Regions from separate parts of the Rattus norvegicus genome. Here region 2 is linked to region 1. The links are chromatin contacts, called in public Hi-C maps. All regions are on one chromosome and are shown on one strand. Each heading gives the region's core, a stretch centred on a gene start, on an enhancer-like site or on the middle of the called end of the contact. The rest is flanking DNA. Distances are from core to core; before and after follow the strand shown. Region 1 overlaps Cpeb4 (cytoplasmic polyadenylation element binding protein 4). Region 2 holds the start of Bod1 (biorientation of chromosomes in cell division 1).

The links. A called contact is a pair of places that touch in the nucleus more often than the background predicts.
Region 2: a contact with region 1 is called in a Hi-C map of kidney, with 5 times the contacts expected there. The contact joins the promoter of Bod1 here to the enhancer-like site in region 1. A contact is called at or near these places in 12 of 12 Hi-C or Micro-C datasets (the A7r5 cell line, the Rat2 cell line, Schwann cells and 7 more) and 1 of 1 datasets of contacts at active chromatin or transcription factors (oligodendrocytes).

Annotation. Positions count from the first base shown.
Region 1 is chr10:16,220,859-16,228,228 of GRCr8, reverse strand. Cpeb4 (cytoplasmic polyadenylation element binding protein 4) reads left to right here. Exons shown (of 9, transcript NM_001106992.1): 8 at 337-518; 9 at 1,666-2,557. The coding sequence ends at 1,893. Among named protein-coding and RNA genes, the nearest start is that of C10h5orf47, 26 kb to the right of the region's middle. Within about 2 kb of position 3,483, at least 2 of the 93 cell types and tissues checked have an H3K27ac peak or open chromatin away from gene starts, as enhancers often do. A contact at or near this core is called in kidney, where this site is marked.
Region 2 is chr10:16,494,702-16,502,071 of GRCr8, reverse strand. It overlaps Bod1 (biorientation of chromosomes in cell division 1), which reads right to left and starts at 4,154. Exons shown (of 4, transcript NM_001013854.1): 1 at 3,707-4,154; 2 at 1,700-1,824. The coding sequence starts at 4,099. It overlaps LOC134480659 (a long non-coding RNA gene), which reads right to left. Exons shown (of 2, transcript XR_010055310.1): 2 at 7,161-7,257.

The DNA.
Region 1 (7,370 bases), core at 2,234-4,733:
ATCAATTCCTTGCAAACCAGTACAGATATGACAGCAGGCCAAAGCAGACAAACCTAGGTGCCAGACCTAGGCCTGTCACCTGGACAGACCCTTCATCTTGGAGCCTCAGTTTTCTCAGAAAATTACTAGCTATTTCATGGGTTGTGAAAATTAAGAAAGCACATTGTAAACCAGCCAGCTTGCAGTTCAAACAGTCACCCAGCAGAAAATTACTATAATAATGATTTGGATTTAATGACTAATGATACACACTCAGAGCTCACATAATGTTTTTGGTGAAGCGTTAGGTAAGCCAGATGAGCCTGATTGTAAGTGTCTCTGCCCCTTTCTTTCTAGTGGAGCTTGCAATGATAATGGACCGGCTGTATGGAGGCGTCTGCTATGCTGGAATCGATACTGACCCAGAGCTCAAATACCCAAAAGGAGCTGGACGAGTAGCGTTTTCTAATCAACAGAGTTACATAGCTGCTATCAGTGCTCGCTTTGTTCAGCTGCAGCATGGAGAGATAGATAAACGGGTAAGTTCTGGATGTGTCTGGAAAGTTCTAGAAATGGTACACCATCTAATGTAAGACCTGTGTTTAATGTACACTGGCACTCCCCTTGGGACTGATACTGGCAGCCAACATGGTGCACTGTACTCTGCAGTCTTTGTTGGTTGGTTTTTACTGTGCTGTTTTCAGTCTGAGCTGTTAGCATGAGCCAGTGGTGTTTTATACTCCTTGTTTCAGGTCATGTGTGCTCAATGTCTGTGGTCGTTCCCTGATATGGATACAGAGGAAGCTTGTGCTATAGCTACAAGTGACTGGTGTGGGATTCGTTGTAGCATAGTCACATGCCTCCTGCTTTCCAGTCACACTCCCTGTCAGTGTGTGCTTCAGAGCTGGGAGGGCATCATTAGAAATGCTTACTTTTGGTTTTCTACAGTGAAATCCCTGGGTCAATGTTTAGCCCCTCTCCAGATCCTCTGCAATGTGAGACTTAAAGCCTAGCTACCCTTCCTCATCTAAACAAGTCCTAGGAGGTTTCATCCAGGAGTCTCCCAAGACCAAGCGTTGCCAATCTTTTGTAGCTGGTGAGGTAATGACCAGGTCACTCTAATGCCCAAAAGACTCAGATAACAGCTGGCCTATTGAACACTGGTTCAGGCCCAGTGCCGGAAAGTCACCCCTCACTTTTAGATTCAAGTAGCCTACTCATTAAAAGGGAAAAGGGAGCCCCATCATGTTGTACCAGACTCCAGCCCTGTGTTTGCAACCTAAGATGTACACACTTAAACCACCAGCCAGGCCCAGCAACCACTCAGACGTTTCCGAGGCAGACATCAGGCATCTCCTTGCCATTGAACCTCGCAGTACACATTTTGTGAAAGAAGGAAGTGCATAGATGGTTTTGCTTAAATTATAATTTCAGTAATGATAGTTTCTGATAAAATTCTTTTGCCTTTTTTTGTTTGAGACTTTATTTTAACATGATAAGCATGTTAAATGGTAGGTGTAACTATCTTAGGAAAAGCTATTTGAAATGGCGGATCTTCGTTGCTGTGAGTGAGGTGCATCACTGCTCCTTCCCGTGGCGCCTTGGCACAGGAAGGTCGAGCACAGCATGAGAGTGTGCACGCACGTGGTTCTGAAGTGCCAACTCCCCTTTCTCTCTCCAATGCAGGTGGAGGTTAAGCCATATGTCTTGGACGACCAGCTGTGTGATGAATGTCAGGGGGCCCGTTGCGGGGGGAAATTTGCTCCATTTTTCTGTGCTAATGTTACCTGTCTGCAGTATTACTGTGAATATTGCTGGGCTGCTATTCACTCTCGTGCTGGCAGAGAATTCCACAAGCCCCTGGTGAAGGAAGGTGGCGACCGCCCTCGGCATATCTCATTCCGCTGGAACTGAAGAGCGAACGACTCCAGGGCTCCTTTGCAGGCCTCAGAAGAAGTGCGTGCCCTCTTCTGTTAATTCCGACTCTTCCTCAGCCTCTTCACGCTGGCATGGCCTGTGCAGCAGTGTGTAACTAACAGCCGTAGAATGAAAAGAACAACCTACAACATAGGTCTTTTGTAGACTCTCGTGTCACTGCAAACAGTATGTTCCAACTCCATTTTCACATTGCCATTATGTTGCATGCAAGTTTGAATTCTCTTGTTTTGCTGGAGGCCAAGAGGATCCAAACTTGCTGTAGCATTTTCTTAGAGGAGAGAAATATTAACAGAGAAATGAGACAATATTTTTGGGGTTTTAATTGCTGGTAATGATATAAGAAAACTTTACTGCGATAACCACCAACAGTAACACTATTGTCTGTTCTGACACAGTCTCCCCAGGGAAGGGCTCTTGTTTCTTTTCTTTCATTCCTTCTCTCTTTCTCTCTCTTCTGTCCCTTTCTATTCTGTAACAGCAGTGGAGGAAGTTAGCAGTTATTAACAGGAAAGAGTATGTCAGAGCGAGCGAATGCATGAGTAAGACTGAGCAGCGTAACCGTCAGAGCTTTGAGGCCGAGTATAGCTTGACCATGCCTCAAATGCCTTCATACATCAGAAAAAATAAAGTAGGCCAGCTGAGTTTATTTTCTTTGACATAATTGTTAAAATTCCGAATGTAAGAATTGGGTGACTTTACTACTGAGGGGAGTGTGCTTATTTATTTAACTGACTTCCTAATCACAGCCCCAGGAAACCTACCAAAGCTAGAATTAATGATGTCTGGTGGGAAAACAGAAGAACAAATACATAAATTTTATTTTTGTTGTTATATATAAACTCTATATCCTAATTTACTAACAGTCATCAGGTGTCAGCCTTTGCTCTCCATTTTGACATTAAAAACAACACATGTAGACATACCTCAAGGATATCGTTTTTGACTTCGTGTTACACTACACTTGTAGCCAAAACTGGAAGATTCAAAACAACATACAGACCAGCTGCCCATTGGCCTCGTTTTCCATTTGAAGTTACTTTGGAATCCTGTAATTTAGTTGTAACATAGAAAATGTGGGGGGGAAAGGTTAAAAAAAAAAGTCAAGTAGTTGCAAAGTGTTTTGCACTGTTGAACTAAGTAATTGTGTAAATCTGTGCAAAAGTCCGTATGTTTATCTTGCTCTTCCTATAAGGTACAATAACATACACTTTCCGAACTTAGCATGGGACATAGTGTTTGAAGTGCCAACTTCATCAAGTAATGCATGCTTATTATAAAGACAACCCTAGCTTTGAAAGATGTTCTTATGTCTGAACAGTCTGCTTCGGGGGCTAATGTAAAGCCGTCTCTTGAAGCCCTGGTCATGGAAGTGACTTTTGGTTTAATTGACATTCTCTTCGTAATGCCCTACCGTAGTTCAAAGGATTACATCAGTGTGCAAAGCATTCACAGTGAGCAACAGTCTAAGTGCAGTCTTGCTAGCTGTGCTGCCTAACAGTACCATCCTGGATCCTTCAGAACCAAAGACTTGCCCGCAGTGCTGTCTGCAGGAAAAGCAGCCCTTGATTCTTAACACAGGCTTGAATGAGCTACACCCGTTACGTTCCAAAGGTCAAAATGGGGGAGGCACTTGCTGTCTAAGAGTCCAACAAAGAAAGAGGGAGCACTGTTCGCAGGAGCACCCTGCTAACAGAACAGCGAAGCAGCTGGGGTGGAGGCGCTGTCTCTCTCGTAGCTGGTCAGGGACGTTTCTTCCTTTCTCCTGAACTACGCGATTCTAATTGGAATGTTCATTTGCCTCTTTCTTCCTTTAATGCTTGTAGGTGGCTTGGGGTGTGCTATCGTGCTGTTCCTACTCAGTAAACAGGTGTGATGAGTTAACAAGAAATATCACTGCTTGAGGACTAGCTTTGAATAATACTTTTCCCTTTGTACATGACCTGCTGAATTTCGGTACAGTGTTTTGTAGCTGACTTATTTTGTCATGCACATGATGTATATTTGTTATGCACTACCTTTGTATATCTTGTTTTTCCAACAGTGAACATTTTTAGGCACACTTTTCACTGACGGGATATCTCTTTATGCAATACCTCAATTTTTCATATTGCAAAGAGTAGCTTTTTGTACTTTTATTACTGAGAGATCTTCATATACTTCATTTTTTAATATAAATAATTTTAATAAATTTTATTTTCTTATATTCTGCTTTTTATACATTTCAGTGCTCTGCATACATTTTAAATTATGAATGTTGTGCACTGGCAATGCTATTTTAGAGTCTGCAGAGAAGAGAAAGCATGTTGCTTAAACATCCTTCCCCAGCACCAGCTACTGGTGTACCTATAATTTAAGAAATAGTCTATGTAAAGTCACAAATTAATGGAAAAAATTCGCATGAAAATGACAAGATAACACTGTAGTTCCTCAAAAAGAGATTAACTGCATAACCATAGGATAGAAATTTAAAACCACAAAATTGTCTACAGCTTCTTACTAAGTTTTTTAAATTATTCATAAAATGCAGACATTTTGGGTGAATGTTTAATCATTTTTAATCTTAATTAATTGATGTTACCTGTTTGATTCAGAGATGTCTGCTCTTTTAAATTCTATATAATAAAACGAGATCGCCTGGCACAGGACAGGTGTGTAATGTTAGTATGCATGACTAATGTAAGAAATTGTTATTCTGCTAATATTTCCTTGTGATTGTGTGACAAGCGTGTTTACAGATGATTGGTTCACTTCTTTACAGGGCATAAACAATGATTATCTATTACTCTGAACTTTATGATTACATGTCCTTCAGATTACATGGGATTGTAGTTGGGAGTTACCATGTAACTCAAACATTATTAACATGTAATTAGTTTACAGGTTTTAGGGTATCACTTCAATTTACCAAGCATGTAGTTCTAGCGCACTAGCATGGCACCAGCCATGTATTTACAATGTAGTTACAGAGTAATTACATGGTTATTTTTGCAATGTAAAATAAAGTGTTTCTGATTATTTTCTATGTAAAGGACCCCCCACCCCATCCCCATCCCCTGGCTTTGGTATAATATATTTACTTCTCCATACACAGACCTCTGCAGAATGCAAAATAAAACTTGCAGTGAATGAACTTAGCATTTTATGAGAGTGCTGTTGGAAAGACTTGATAATTCACCCCTTTTGTTTTGAAGAGTCGAATCTTCTGTTAAAAGGTGATTTAAAACTTGAATGTGATGAATTGTGGCGAGCTCACTCCAGTTATGTGCAATACTTATCTCACACTTTGGAAGATCTTTGCAGTGTAATTCTTTGTTTTTAATTGCAGACATTAAAAAATGTCATTTTCTACTGTTAAGAGTAATCCTCTTTCTTGCTGGTGTTTCTAAAGAAAAGAATCAGAAATCAATCTTTCTACTAATGTAAATTTGAGATTATTTTTAAAAATGGAATAAAAGAGGTTTTGGTCATTTGCTTTATTTTATTATCTTATTTTAAAGCTACTGTGATTGATAGCATTGTAAGAATTGGGACAATATTGTATTCAACTGTTTTATTTTTTATATTTTTAAAATTTAAAGTATAATTAGTTTTTATAATTTCATCAGATTTTTGTTATATTTTTTGGAAGTGAAACTTTTAGCAAGTGGGTGTCTGGTTTTTACTGCTCCCTAATTTCCCAGTGTATTGCTCACACTATCAGAAGGCAGCGTTATTTAAGTGTGTCAGTTAATTGTACTACTTGGCTGAATTTCCATATAGTTTTTACTGTGTATGGGGAGGTTGTAGTATTTATTCTAGCATTTTAAATAAGGGTAATTCATTTTTTTATTAAAGTCATTTTCACCTTAAGTTCCTATTTTTGTATGTTCTACTCTTAAGTTATATAACACAGTTCCTTTTTTAAAAGAGTTCATTTGTTGAAGTGCTAGTGGAAAATTAATGTTATTAAATAGTTTGCAAATGACTATTTATACCAGTATGCATATAATTTTTAAATATTTGTAATGTGAGATGTTGAATGAATAAAACTTTTAACTCAGATTTCTTTCACTATACTTATTTCTTCTTAGCATAAGTAGACTCCCTCGTTGGGATTATAACATTTTTAAAACACTAGGAATGTCCTGTTGGGCCCTGCCAAACAAACCAGTGTGAAAAAGAATTTAGTCATGTGATGCTCGTGGCAGGCATCCCTGGCTTCCGGAAGTTGAAGTTGTAAGAGCTGTCGGTTGTAAGAGTGTCTTTGGCCTTGCTGTCTCTTCTTGTGCTGTTGTATGGTGTGTGGTGTCTGGGGGTGGGCTGTGTCAGCCTGCAATCTAAGTGTTCTTTCTCCCTCTTCTCCCTCCTGGAGATTAAGCCCAGCACCTCCCACACAATACGCACATGCGCTGCCACTGACCCTCATCCCTGGTGTCAAAACAAGTCTCCTTTGTCTTTGAACTCTGAGTTCTTTGAGAGACTGATGGTCTCTGGGTTATAATCCCACAGCTCAGGAGCTGCACGTGCTGGCTTTTATCTGGTCCATGGCTCATGTAGACTACCGAGTGTTGTAATGCATTAATATTTATATTTTAAGGTACATTTAAGTTTTCAATGATAAATTACAGCAAAGCATACCCCGAGGACGCCCTGTTTAGGAAGTAAGGTATCTGTACTTTCTTCCCATGATGCACTGTCCTCAAGAGCAGGAAGGCAGGAGACAAATGGACTGCAAGATGTTTTCCTCCTCAGTTTTTTTCCCCAGCATGGAAGCCAGCCTCTGGAAGTGGTGGGGAGTGGGCGAGACAGCGTATTTTTGCCCCAGGAATTCTAGGTTGCAGGAGCTTCAGCTTCTCTTAGCTGGCAGTTTCTAAGACTTGCCTTCACAGTTTACTGAAACCGCCCTGGGAAGCTCAGGCTCCCATCAGTCACTGTCAGAGCTGTCTCCGTTGTCCATCCATATGTGCCAGGTTCCAGGTTTGCATCTAAACCCTGTCACGACAGTCTGTCTCCTTAGTCCCATCCTCAGTCCCCACTTAGAGGACTAGAAATGAGAAGCTGCTTTGTAGCTGTTTGAATTCGCTTCTACTGACTGGGAGCAGCACGTACAACTGCCACAGACACAAACATCCCTCCGCGTAAGCCACTGGCTTTGAATCTGCCATCCTGGGTATGCTGCCCGCCTTTCTGATCATATTACCTCCTTAAAAGTTACCCTCGGAGAATTCCCTCAGTATCCCCCCTCCCCCCGCTCATAATCCCAAGGATGGGAGCCCCTGAATTTGGAAAACCCAAGAATTTGAAATTTATCCAGCCATCCCAGGTCTCTTATTAGAGAACATTCTGTTTTGACAAGCCTCGGATCTTCTCTAGATATTTAAGTCCAGACTTTACTCTAGTCCAATTGGGCATTACCACTGGCCGTCGGGGAATGTGTCCTACTGTAGTCGCCTAAGGTGACAGAATTACAAAAG
Region 2 (7,370 bases), core at 2,905-5,404, 270 kb before region 1:
TGCATAAGATTGGACACACAGTGTGTAGCCGCTCAGTATAGGGTAGCTTTGGATCGCTACTTTTTGAGACCTCTGAGCCACCACAGCTGACCCGGGAAAGGGAGCAATACCATGCACACCAGGAAGACAGCACCAGCAGCTTTAGATGCCACACCCCCCACACACAGAGGACTTTACATGGGTGGTAATTTTCTTTATTTACAAAATTCCAATTTCAGTGGCCATGAGCCCACATAAGTACTAGATTGTCAGCAAAAAACCTTTTCTTTTTAAACTCTTTTAAACTTCAAAATCACTGTATAGTCAAAAGTTTCAAGGAAATATAGAGGCTCATACGTCCTATCCTTACACGTCTGGTGTTAGTGCCCTGAACGACACACTACAGTATCAACACTAGGAAGATGGTGCCAGTACCCAGACTGTAGTACACGACCTGCATTAACCAGCCTTCTCTGTGTTGCTGAACACACATGTAGAAATGGGTATGTAGAAAGAGGTATACACCATGCTAGTGACTAGAAGGTGTGAACAGCAACGTGCCTCCCAGAGTCTCTCAAGTCCCTATCTATTACAACGTGATGCTGACCACATACATGCCAAGCCACACTGCCTAGTGAGAAAAGCAGCTTAACTCACCGACTTTTTATTTTCTTTCCTTCTCTAGGAAAGTCTCACTGTACAGCTAAGGCCGGTCTGGACTCATTACATAACCAAACCTGCCTGGTTCTCCTAACCTTCCTGCCTCGGCCTCAGTGCTGGGATGACAGAAGTGTAGCATCACATTTAGCTAAACTCAACAACTGATTCTCAAAGAACCAATTCAGTGCCAAAGGGGTGAAGGCCCCATGATCTCAACATCTTCTACCAGCTCCCATCACCTCAACAATGCTGGGGACCAGCCTCTATCATAAAGGCCTCTGGGGGGCAGCACAACTTTACTGTGTGGGTTTCTTAGGGCATGCGCCAGCACAGCTAAGAGCCTGTGCTTGGCTCTCCCAGCCCAACTCCCTACATGTCTTTGGCAGCCACATCTGGCCACACATCTCTGAACTATTACCAAGTGCACTCATACCTCAGTTTTCCAAGATTTGCTTTTCTCACCACAATTCCCTGATGTTTCTATTTTCACAGTCCTGCTTCATAAGCTTTTATTCAACAGTTTAGTGGATTAAATAGTGCCAAACATAAGCCCTAGTTGCTAAAAGCCAAAATGGATTCTGACAGAACAGAAAAAAATTTACCTTGGAATCCACGACCCACCCCACCGTGCCAGTAACAATGAGGCCACTCCTGGGAGTGTGCTACAGGACCTCCTAACAAAGGCTCAGTTTGTTTCTGTAAAGAACAAACCTTACAGGACTGAGAGTGTCACCATGCTTTAGCAGCCGCAGTCATAGAACATCCAGAGCTCACTTTGCACACTCTCACACTGGCATCTTGGTATAAACACTCTTAGGTTCAGATCACACTGAAAGCTTCAGAGAGCGAAGAGCAAGCCTGGAATCCAGACCTTCCTGAGTCGCCTCTGAGGGCAGGCACCTAGGAGCAGCCCAGAGTGAGCAGCAGGTACCCCAGGGCTCTGCTCATGACCTCACTCATGCACGAGACAGCAGATGCTACAAAGCACCACAGACCAGGCCCTCCATGAACTGTGGCCAGCCTGTGTGGCATTCATGCTGGGGCCTCTACCTTTACTTACTGAACCACGCTCTGCCTCAGCCCATTTCGCAGCTGGTTCTTGTTCATTGCAGGATTCCATTCCTGTTTGTCCAGATGTGTCGATACAAAATTATCCACCTTCTGCCTCAGGTTCTGGTAAGCTGGCTAAGACATTCATTCAGAAGAGACCACGTTAGTGTGTGTGCCAATGTCATGGCACCGAGCCATTCAGGAAACTGCTTTTCATAGAAACACATCTTCTTTAAGCATGCTCCCACCTGACCTCAGAGTTGACCTGCAGTACAGCAGCTATGAATCAACAGCCAGCAGGGTTATCTGTCTTGCAGTGGCTGGGCACAGTGCAGGGCACTGCCTATATAAGTCAATCTACTTTTAAAAAAAGACACATTTATTATGCTTATTAAGTATACAATGTGTGTATGCCTGCAGGCCAGAAGAGGATACCAGATCTCATTACAGATGGTTGTGAGCCACCATGTGGTTGCTGGGGATTGAATCAAGGCCTCTGTAAGAGCAGTCAGTGCTCTTAACCTCTGAGCTCTCTCTCCAGCCTCTAAGTCAATCTGCTTTTAAAGAAACCCCACATGGGAGAGCCTATTAGTATTATGCTGCCCTCATTTAGACATTAGACTTTCAGGCTTAAAGGAGTAAACCCTCTCCTTCCATGTGTCCAAGGACAGATGCAAGCTGTTTCTGGAAGGAACACGGTTCTAGGCCAAGCACTGACTTTTTACGAGTCACAGGACTTTCAGTAATTCCCGTCTCTAAAATGCAAACATTCCTGTCTGCTTGACTCACAGAGGATGTTCACCAAGGAAGGCCCCCTCCAAACGAAAACAGCCATCCAAGCCTCAGCAGGAGTCATATGACAGCAACAGCCAAGCTACTCTGCGAAGAGTTTCCAGGCAAAGCTGTGTGTGACCCTCAAAGGAGCCTGAGGCGCTTACTCTGAATCCTCCTCCTCAGAGCTTGAGAACAAGACTAGGAAATTACCTTGTGAGTACAAGGACTGTTCCGAGCCCCTGGCCTCCTGCTCTCCAACCGGAGGCAGACAACGCTTCTTCAGCCCATCCTTGCTAAAGAGCATGCCAGTGTCTGCATGGCTCTGGTCTCTCTCTACGAGAATGTGGAGGTAGGAAGGATGGCCTACCTGTGCAGACTGTGGCCTAAGATGTGTATATATAGGGCAGACTTTACCCCATATCAAAGACATAGCACAGGCCCAGGCAGCCTGCAGCTGACAGCTGAGGCTACTGAACCCGCTTGCCTGGGTGACTCACAGCCTGAACACCACGAGGAGCAACCTGAGCAACGGCAACGGCTACCCTGTGGAGCCTCTCAGTCAGCAAAGAGACTTGTAACTCCACCACCTTAATCTTGGCAAACAAATTTTGTAAAGGGAAAAGGAATGTTTTGGTACTACTATATACCTGCCTCGTGACACACATTCCAAAGTTTCCAAGTGAGGTGAATTAGGGTATTTTTAGCTGTAGAGACTGGCCTTTGGCACTGGATCTAACATAGCCATTAACTCCATTTAAATTAGTTAAACAGAATAAAATAAGGTGCTGATTCTACTGCTTATCCCAATTTGACCTCATACAAATCTGCAAATGATTCAGTTAGGAAAGGGAATAGCTATTAACGTGTTATCCAATCCAGCCGGTGCTTAAAATCACCTCCCGGGTGGTGAACAAGAGAATGGGCAGAGCTTCTAAAGTACGCTGCCTTTCCCGAGTGTTGTAAAACGCGAGTTCCTTGGGTATGAAGTGGATATACGTGTGCAGCCATAAAAGAATCATTAAGTTCAGAAAGGCGACTGAACTAAAATAAAAATTAAAAAAAAAATTAAAAATCACAGCTGGTTAAGTGTCCAGGTGTCGTGTGTGCACCACAGAAGTCACCGGTACTGGCCCGCGCCGCGCGTCCCTCCAGGCTCCGGAGGTGCCTTTTGTTTTACTCCGGGCTCTGGCACGTCAAAGAGGCGAGGTGGACCGCCCCCCTCGGTCCCCCGCAGCCCGGGTACCTTAGTGTCCACGTCGGCCAGGCAGTCCCGGCGGAAGCTATCAAACAGGCCACGGCTCTTGAGCTGCTCCACTATAAGAGCGATGAGCTGCGGGTCTCCCGGAGGCAGCGAAGCGGGGTTGACCGTGCCGCCCGCCCCACTCGAGCCCCCCGCTGGTCCCGAGGCCTGGCCCGCCGCACCTGCTCCCGCACTGTCCGCCATGGCTGCGCCCCGTGCCCGACCCCGTGCTCGGCTGCTCCTCCGGGAGCCGTGGGCCGCGCTGCGCAGACACGGAGGGCCCCACGGAGGTGGCGGCGACGGAGGCGGCAGGGTGGGAGGCGGCGAGGACCACGGCGCTCCCCGCTGGCCGCGCTGCTGGCGCTCGTCTAATAGCGTCACCAACGACCTTTGCATTGTGGGACGGTTGGTTTCCTGGAGCCATCGCCCATGTTCTTATAGCCTGTGTCTGGCCGTTGGAAACTACAACTCCCGGCAGGCTATTGGCTCGCTCGCGCTAGTTTGCGAGACAGCATGGGAATTGTAGGCTCAGAACCTATTCAGTCACTGCAGCCCTCAGAAATCAGACCTCCCTACAGTGGGCGACAGTCACTTGCAGAACTGATTGAAAGATTAGGAGCGTATCATTTAGCGACTGTGATTCAGCAACTCTGTTTCTATGCCTGGCAGCCTGTGCTTTTGACAACAAAAGGAGGTCATCCCCACGACCTCCTTGAGTAATATGATCTGGGAAATGTGGTTAACAATGGGTTAATATTTTTGTTATTTTGATAAAACTAATTTTACTTTTTGTGTGTCAGGGAGGGGCGGTGGAGGAGTTCATATTGGCCCAGCCAGTCTCAAAGGTTAAGCTGATCACAGTCTCTCACGATAGGTTACAACCCTTTGGGATATCAAATTTATTTCTACTCCTGTCCCACGCTGACCTCTCCTGTTTGGCTCTAAGGAAGTCCCGTGAGAGAGTTCAACCCTGGCCCCCCACCCCCAGAGGGAGGCCTGGGGGGGGGGTGTTGCCCTTCTTATAAGTCACATTTTAGGTACATCACATCTTATTCTTTCCTCACAAAAACTTTTCTAGCTCCAGGCCTAATTTGGTCTATTGTTGAACCAGATTCTTATAGCAATCGTTGTGACTGGAAGTGGATAATTTATAGGCTGATTGGCCATCTTCACCCCTATGCCCCCAACCACACCTGTTGGCGTTCCTTCTAGGCTCCGCCCCACAGTCACCTGGCAAGAGCCAGGTGTGCCTGACTCACTATAAAAAAGGAGCTGCTTGCCCCCTCCTCTCTCCTCTTCTCCTCTTGTTCCCCTTACCCTCTTCTTCCTGTCTCCCTATCCTCTCTCCCCTTTCTCCATGTGCACATGGCCAGCCTCTCCCCAACCCTCCTCTCCTCCTCCTCCCCCTCCTCCTCCTCTTCTTCTCCTCCTCCCTTTCTTCTTTCTTCTTCCTCTCTCTCTCTCTCTCTCTCTCTCTCTCTCTCTCTCTCTCTCCCTCTCTCCCTCTCTCCCTCTCTCCCTCTCTCCCTCTCTCCCTCTCTCCCTCTCTCCCTCTCTCCCCCTCTGCCTTTCCTCCCTCAACTCCCCTCCCCATGCCCTAAATAAACTCTATTCTATACTATACCTTCATGTGGCTGGTCCCTCAGGGGGAAGGGATGTTTCAAGCATGGGCCTGCAGAAGCACCCCCATTCCCCGAACCATACAACACCTCTACCAAACACAGCCCTGGCTTCTTTTTCTTTTTATAAAACAAAACAACACCCAGAGTATAAGCTTCGAAGAAGAAACCATGACTGTTTTTGTCTCTGGTGCTCAGCACAGTACTTGGCCATAAGTCCCTGCCCCTTCTACTTATAGAATTGTGTAACCATCTGTGGAATGAAGATATTCTAAAGAGCCTTGAGCCCTGCTCTTTTGGCTCTCAGAATATTGAACCATTGCACACCTCCTGCCCTCTATCTTATGTTAGGCCTCTGGAAGGCTGGGTTGGTGCCGTCATTCGGGTGCATTGACTAAATCTCCCTCTTCTGGTTCTCAAACATGTCTCATTGGTTGGTTGTTTGCAGGTGGCTGAGTGGGTGAACCTGGCGTGTTAGGATTACCAGGGCCCAGGCTCTGACTCTTAACAACTCCACTAACTATCTGATCAGAGTATATGTGGATAAGAACATACTTTAGTTCCCGTCTTAGTTGTGCTTTTTTTGTTATGAAGAGACACTTGACCACCGTTTGTAAAGGAAAACATTTCACTGGAGCTGGCTTACGGTTCAGAGGTTTAATCCATTATCATCATGGTGTAAAGTATGGCATCACGCAGGCAGATATGGTGCTGGCGAAGGAGCTGGGAGTTCTAAATCGGAGCAGCAGGCAGCAAGAAGAAATACTGAGAGAATAGGCCTGGCTTGAGCATCTGAGACCTCAAGGCCCACCTCCAGTGACACACTTCCTCCAACAAAGCCATACCTACTCCAACAAGGTCCCACCTCCTAATCCTGCCATTCCCTATGAGTCTATGGGACCATTTTCTTTCAAACCACCATAATCATCATCTTCAGGAAGTCCTGGTATGGCAGTTAACACTGAGGTGATCTGCCACGACCTAATAGGAAAGTAATGAGGAACCCAGGTTTACAGGGTCCAACACCAACATTGGGTCCTGTGTGTTGGCTCCTGGAACTCTGGCCCATGACAGGGTGCAGTTCCTGAAGTCCTGTACGCTTGCTTTTGTAACTGCTATAAACTTGGCACATTGAGGATTGAGACTAAGGACGAAATAGATAAAAATATGGGAGGTGGTTATTATTATTATTATTATTATTATTATTATTATTATTATTATTTAAGCCTTGCTAAGGGATCCAAAAATGGCACCACAAGCTATGCAATGTACAATAATTGCCATCAGGGGGCGCCCTTGCTGCATTTATAGCTCCGAGCATTTTGAACCAGGCAGTACTGTTTTTAACTTGGGTCTAGGCAGTAATCTAGTTTCTGGTGTCCTTTAGATAACTGCTGGTGAGTCTTAGTATTAAAGCTTTTCAGGGATAGAGATTTAGGCATGATGCAGACCTAGTCTGTATGTGCAGGGTCCTGGGTCCAATCTCCAGCATGAAAACAGACAAAATCCCTTTTTTTGACTACATGAAAACAGACAAAATCCTTTTCTGACTAGCTGCCCAAAACTCAGTGAACCTATGCATATTAGAATTTAGGATATTTACATTAAAGCCTGCGAGGAGGTGGAACCTGCACACGCCTAAGTCTAGACCTTGCAGAAACCAGAAAATGGGATTGGTGGTTTTTGCAGAACTGTGTGAAAGAATAGAGAATCCATGGGCTTTTCATATCAGAGAGCTAGATTGGATGTTAACATCATCTCGTGGTGATAGGTCTTTGGGAAACTGTGTCTTAGCCAGCACTTCTATTCATGCACAAACATAGTGACCAAGAAGCAAGTCGGGGAGGAAAGGGTTTATTCAGCTTACACTTCCACATTGCTGTTCATCACCAAAGGGAGTCAGGACTGGAACTCAAGCAGGTCAGGAAGCAGGAGCTGATGATGCAGAGGCCATGGAGGGATGATAATTACTGGCTTGCTTCCCCTGGTTTGCTCAGCTTGCTCTCTTATAGAACCCATGACTACCAGCCCAGGGACAACACCACCCA